Linked DNA regions of Ovis aries: region 2 is linked to region 1. Evidence: chromatin contacts called from public Hi-C data. All regions are on one chromosome and are shown on one strand. Each heading gives the region's core, a stretch centred on a gene start, on an enhancer-like site or on the middle of the called end of the contact. The rest is flanking DNA. Distances are from core to core; before and after follow the strand shown. Region 1 overlaps CUL1 (cullin 1). Region 2 has its middle 66 kb from the start of EZH2.

The links. Hi-C and Micro-C count contacts between places; a contact is called where the count stands out from the background.
Region 2: a contact with region 1 is called in a Hi-C map of hypothalamus, with 3 times the contacts expected there. The contact joins two enhancer-like sites. A contact is called at or near these places in 2 of 16 Hi-C or Micro-C datasets (hypothalamus and tail adipose tissue).

What each region holds. Positions count from the first base shown.
Region 1 is chr4:113,133,289-113,136,392 of ARS-UI_Ramb_v3.0, reverse strand. The region is part of intron 9 of CUL1 (cullin 1); the gene reads right to left. Among named protein-coding and RNA genes, the nearest start is that of CUL1, 69 kb to the right of the region's middle. Within about 2 kb of position 1,447, at least 4 of the 54 cell types and tissues checked have an H3K27ac peak or open chromatin away from gene starts, as enhancers often do. A contact at or near this core is called in hypothalamus, where this site is marked.
Region 2 is chr4:113,282,318-113,285,421 of ARS-UI_Ramb_v3.0, reverse strand. No RefSeq gene overlaps it. Among named protein-coding and RNA genes, the nearest start is that of EZH2, 66 kb to the right of the region's middle. Within about 2 kb of position 1,636, at least 33 of the 54 cell types and tissues checked have an H3K27ac peak or open chromatin away from gene starts, as enhancers often do. A contact at or near this core is called in hypothalamus, where this site is marked.

The DNA.
Region 1 (3,104 bases), core at 198-2,697:
TGAAACCAACTGTATCATCAAGTGCTCACTAGCAAGTGCTCACTAGTCTGCCCTGACTCCTTCCCTGAACCCCATTCTGCTGTGAAACCTCGGTGTCAGGGGAAATTTTAGCCATCCAATGACCTGATATAGTTTTCCTTTGTATTTACGTTGTATTTGGATGACTTTCCACATGGCTGGTGTTCACTTTAGATGGGCCATTAGGAAAGGTATTATCAGTTTTGAATGCCGATAAGAGTCATTCCTCAGAGCTGAGGGCTTGTTCCTTATGATCGGTGTGAATCAAGGAGCTGACTGTACATCACAGTACCGCCAACTGTCTTTTCCAGCAGGCTTTCTGTACTGATGGAAAACACTGGAGGCAGATTTGTGACCCACCTCTGTCAGGAGACCAGACTTCACCACCTCACTGCATGCATTCTGAGTGCCACTCACTATTCTGCACTCAGCTTTGCTTGTGTCTGCAGCCCTTACTTTGCTGCTGTCTCATTTGTCTTACCGCCTGTTTCGCACTTTGTAAGCCCCCTGAATCCTGCGGGAGACAGAGAGGAGCATCACAAAGACCCAAGTGCACCGAGACCCTGTTCTGTGTGAGGCATGGAGCTGGGCTGAGGGCACGACGGTGGATAAAGCCAGCTCCGCAGGAGACATTTACACAGACAAGCAAAATGTAAGGAGTGTGAATGCCGTGTAAACAGTCCAACACGATGCTGGTTCCAAGGAGTGGTCGAGAAAGGCTTTGGGGAAAGAATGGCATTTGAGGGTATTGGAAGATGAAGGTGTGTAATATACAGGGGAAAAAGAAGGCATACATCTAGGAAGAGAGAAGAACCAGGCAGGTCCAGCACGGCACGTGTATGGTGGTGTGAAGACCCACGGCTGGTCCAGACTCAGTAGGAAATGACTCCATCTCAGGGGACGAATGCTGCTGGGGGCGAAGGGGGGGGCAGGGGCACCGAGCCCACAGCTGCCCCGCTGAGCTAAGGACGGAGGAGGGAAGACGTGAGGTTTCAAAACAGACCCGCCATCCAGTCAGCGGAGCAGGAGGAGAAGGGCACGGAGGTCTGAGAAGGAAAGCTGAGACCCGAGGGCAGCACAGAGGTGTGGCACTTCACATGGGAACCCAGGCTCAGAGCCAGGCCACAGATCCTTGCGGAATCAATGAAAACAACTTCAATTTTCTCTGCAGCATACATGGGGCCTTTGAGTTATAGCACCAGCCACCATCACGTATCTGGTTGCTGTGGTAGATAAAACTAAGAACGCAGCCGGCCATGCCATGGGCTTCGGTCTTTGTAAACGAACCTGAAGGCGCGGGCTCTGCTTCCAGGCTGCTCCCCTCAAGTCTCCTCCTGTATCTGACAATTCTCCTACAAACCGTCACCACACGGCCAGCGGCTGAGCACACACGTTGGGCTCTAGCCTGTCTCCCTAAGAGCAGCATGGAATGTGCTGGCTGACCCAGCCGCCCACTCTCTCCCTTCTGTCCAGAGGCCAGACATGGGGTGACTCGCCGGTGAAAAAAACTTGCCTATTAAAACAATTATCTGTTCAGCTCTAAAGCAGTTTAAACCCATCACTGAAGAGTCCTTGGTGCACAAGGTTTTGAAGTCCTCCGGGAGCCTCCGTGAGGCATGCCGATGGCGCGGGCGGCGTGGCTGGGCACGCCTGTCCTCAGTCACCAGCCTCTGAAGGCCGACAGCTCTCATCCTCCGCTGGAATCTCCCGTGATGGCGGGTGGGCCTGAAGCCCTCGTCCCCCGAGAGGAGCCCTGATCCCCAGCCTTGTTCTCTAGTGTTCCCTGGCCTGGGGGCGTGGCAGTTACAAGACACAGCTCGTCTAAAAGCAGCACGTATGTTCAGGCTTTCAGCCACACTTCACAGGGAGAGGACTGCCAGTTCCCATTTGGGTGAAGCGAGGGGGACCCCACGAGGGGAATTCCCTGGGCACCAGTTACCCAGGAACACATGTGATTCTCAAATCCATTTAACTATGAAAAATATGCCTTCAGAAAATTCTTAAGCCCATTCTGATGTTTGTAACACATAAATATTATTCGAATCACATTACAAACTTAAAACCTGTAAAAATTTCAGCCTACATCAGATTTATTAGCAGTAAAACATGTTTTCCAGCCAAATGGATGGCTACCCCTGCCTTTCTGGCCAAATGGGCTTTGAATTAACAATTGGGAAAACCTTACGTTATTGAAAAGATATCTTCATCAAGGTGGCCCCTTTCGAGTCTCACGTACGTCCACACGTGCATATGTGTGTACCTGTGTCTGTGCGTCAGACTTTTCAACAAAGAATATTCAGAGTTTGGACATAAGAAAAATCATATAATTTTTACATAATTTAAAAAAATTAAACAGGACTGGATACCTGAGAAAAACTGCAATCCTCACTGCTGAGCACTGCGTACTTTCATGTAAGAAGCCCTTTACAAGCATTAAGTATTCTTTATTCACAAAACCTCTAGAAGGTGGTCACCATCATTAGTCTTTCTTCCTAACTGCCACAGACAGGACAAGCGAGTGAGCAATGCGGTCAGTGGTTAGTGAACAACAGAGCTGGATCTGAGCCCGGATGGACCATCCCCGGGGGCTGTGGGCAGGGGCCCCATGGCACTGCTGGGACCTCACCCTGAAACCTGGAGACTTTCCACAGCACCTACCACCAAGCCTGAACTCTGCCGTCTGCTAAGTATAAAGTGTATTATTTTATAAAACTCTAAGGTGTGTTTACATTCTTCCCTCTGATAATCCACAGATGTCACAACAAGTGATGCAGTGAGCCCCATAATGAAAAGTGGAAAAGGGAGCCCCCAAAGATAACAGGAAAACAGACTCGAAATACTTTACACCAAACACAGTAAAATCAGGGACAAAAAGTTTCTGGATTCAGGCAGAAGAACCAGCTGTGTTCTAGAAGCTTTTCTTCTCCGTTAGCTGTCCCGAACACGACTGAAATTTAAGCGCACAACAGGGACAAACCTGAAGACAACTTACCTGTCTCTCAGAAACACGCGATACTTCCTATGTAAAATCAGCAACTGAATCATAGAAAACGCAGCAGAAATATTCTGGTACCTCCTGGAGGGGG
Region 2 (3,104 bases), core at 387-2,886, 150 kb before region 1:
CAAAGAGAAGAAGCTATGGCTGACAACTGGCAGACAGAAAGGATCCATGAGGAGTCAGGAAGTCTTGCCAGATTTAGAAACCTCCTTTCCCACGTGGTTTTAAATTGGGTCTCCATCTGGGTCTGTGAACGTATGTGCTTTATGTTTGTTGTGAAATAATCCAAAGTTCATTTTCTACTCATTCACTGCTGCTGCTGCTGCTGCTGCAGACACTTATAAATGTACTGAATTTTTGGCAACCATTGTTTGCATACATTTTTTCGTTCTGAAAGTTTCTTTAAATGCCCTCACCTGAAATCCTACTCCCTAGAGTTAGGTAGGGCTTCACAGGTGGCTCAGTGGTAATGAATCCGCCTACCAATGCAGGAGACTCGGGTGGGATCCTTGGGTCGGGAAGATCCCCTAGAGGAGGAAATGGCAACCCCACACCAGTATTCTTGCCTGGAGAATCCCATGGGCAGAGGAGCCTGGCGGGCTACAGTCCATGGGGCTGTCATGACTGAGCATGCACGCAAAAACAGTTATGTAATCACTGTTAATAATGTGGTATGTCTCTTCCAGGTTTTTTCTATCCACCTACAGACACGTGTATATTTATATATACATACGGACATATGAGATCATGCCAGTGTAGCTTTGAAAGGAAGCTTCTTTAATTGGCTTTCCCCTCCTTTTTCCTGATTTAAAATAAGAAATGCATTGCTGTTTAACCATGAATTAAAAGTTTTCAATGTAAGATTTCTAAAAATGGATAAACTCTCTGATAAGTTTAAAGCGACTTAAAACAGAGTTGCTTTCATTGCATTTAGCTTTCTCCCCTAGGGACTTTGAAAGTAAATCTATAAGCGCTGCAGTAAAGTTAACCTTACCGAGAAAAAAAAAAAATGTAACCAAGCAGGCTCTTTTATTTTCTTCATTTTCTTTTCTTATGGTTCATTGCAGGATACTGAATATAGTTCTCTGCGCTATATAGTAGGACCTTGTTTACCCAGTCTATATATAACAGCTTGCATCTGCTAATCCCAAACTCCAAACGCCTCCCTTCCCACCCCATTACCCTTGGCGATCACAAGTCTGTTTTCTATGTCTGTGAGTCTTGGGCAGGCCAGCCTATTTTTTAGATAATAAACTAAAAATTTCTTAAAATTTCCATTTTAGTTAATCTGTGTAAACTGCCAATTACTGCTTCTTGATGAAGGCAAAACACAGTCAGTCAAACATGGTTGTGGGGTTGTGGGGGAGACAAATATGATAACCCACAGCTTTCGGACCAACTGTGGGCATGGATAGGTTTCTGAGTATTTATAGTTCCTTTCCAGACACTTTTTTAAGTAAGGAGACTTTTCATGGCCCATGTCGCAACCATGAGAAATAAGATGTGAACAACTTCTCCACTAAATATGATGTGGAAAAACAAAAATCCCTCTTTCTAAAAGAAGTATTTGTAAGGATTATGTTAACCACTAACCTCTTTTGCATTTCATTTTTTAACGAAAGCATTGTGGGTAGGGCCTGGCTAAATATGAAAGTAAGCCGGGCAGGCGGGTGGCTGCCGGCCACGTGAGCTGCGGGAGTGAGGGTTCGCCCGGGTGCGGACAGCCCACCTGGCCGGGAGCCCAGGCCCCGCCCCAGCGGGTGGGGCCGCGCGGAAAATGACAAGGAAACCAAGTCACGCGCTTGCCTGGGGCTCCCGGCGCGCGGCCCAGCGGCGGCGCCGTCACTGTCGTGTCAGTGTCAGGAGCACGTGGCCGGTCCGGACCGTGCGCTCTAACCCGGCGCGCGGAGGCCGGGCGGCGAGCTGGGGGCGCCGGCCTGCGGGTCCCTCTCGCCGGCACTGGCAGGTACCCCTTTCGTCTCATCGTTAGAAGCCCCTACTCCCAGAAATGCCTATGTCTACGCTCAGGTCTCTACTGGTTAGGGATTAAGAGTGAGTCAGCAGGAGTCAAACAGGTGGTTCCAGCAAGATTTCCTCTTTCCCTCCGGTAAAGTTGCCATCCAGGAAACCCCGTGTGTGCTACAAACCTTATTCTGGGAGTTCTTCAGTGGTTTACATCAACCCATAAATTACTCAACTTTTCTCAGCCTACCACAGGAGCTGGGGTATTTATTTCCAAAAACCGATTGGGAAAATGCAAACCATTGGTGACCTTTCCAAGCTTTAAATATTTATAATGAAAGTCTAAGGACAAACTTGAGAGATTACCCACCCCTGAGTATTTTGCACGTAAAAAAATTGCCAACAAAAACATGAAGTTATTTTCCTTAAGGAAAAGGGTTTCAGCTGAGGAAGTGGGGCTGAACCTCGGTTTTATGTGTCAGGTATGAGTTATACCCAGAAACTAAAATATGAGCTAGATTTAAGAAATAAACCCTTTGGAATTTTGGCATCATCTGAATAATTTCTAAGGATAGTTTTGCTTTTTTTGGTTGTTGTCTGTTTAAAAAACAAACTCCTTTTGGGGAAACTTTAATAGATTTCCTTCACTTGCTCAAAATAAAGCTCTTATTCAACGTATTTTCTCGGGTTTTCCAAGTAACTTACTGTTCTTTATTCCCGTAAGGACAAAACCAGGAAACTGTTCAGAAAAAGGCCCAAGCTGACTTTCTAATTGACTATTATGATTAGTGAGAAAAGTGTGGGAAATTGGGAATATTGGGGCTGGGTTGAGAATTTTAGGAAAAAATGGAGAAAACACCAAATTTAAGATATTTTTTAAGTCTTAGAGAAAATGATGGTATAAGAAAGTTAGAGGTTCCCTCAGTCTAAGCTAGCTGACTCATGGTTTTTAACAATATGTATAATCTAGGAGAGTCTAATAGATTAAGAAAGATATTAGGAATGTTGTCAAATGCTCTGTTACAGACATGGATAACTGCTCTACTGACATCCTTATCATCTGGGGATTTTTGCCTTTTGACTAAGGTGGGAATTTACATGATAATAATCATTTTAGTTTCTATTATAATCTTTAGTTTTCTGTATATTATCTCATTTATATTATAGTATTGACGTCTTAAGTAACTGGTTGCACATGTCAGCTTTCCCCCCTCTTTGTTACACTTATCAGACTCGAAGGGAATCAAGATATGCTATTTTGGTATAA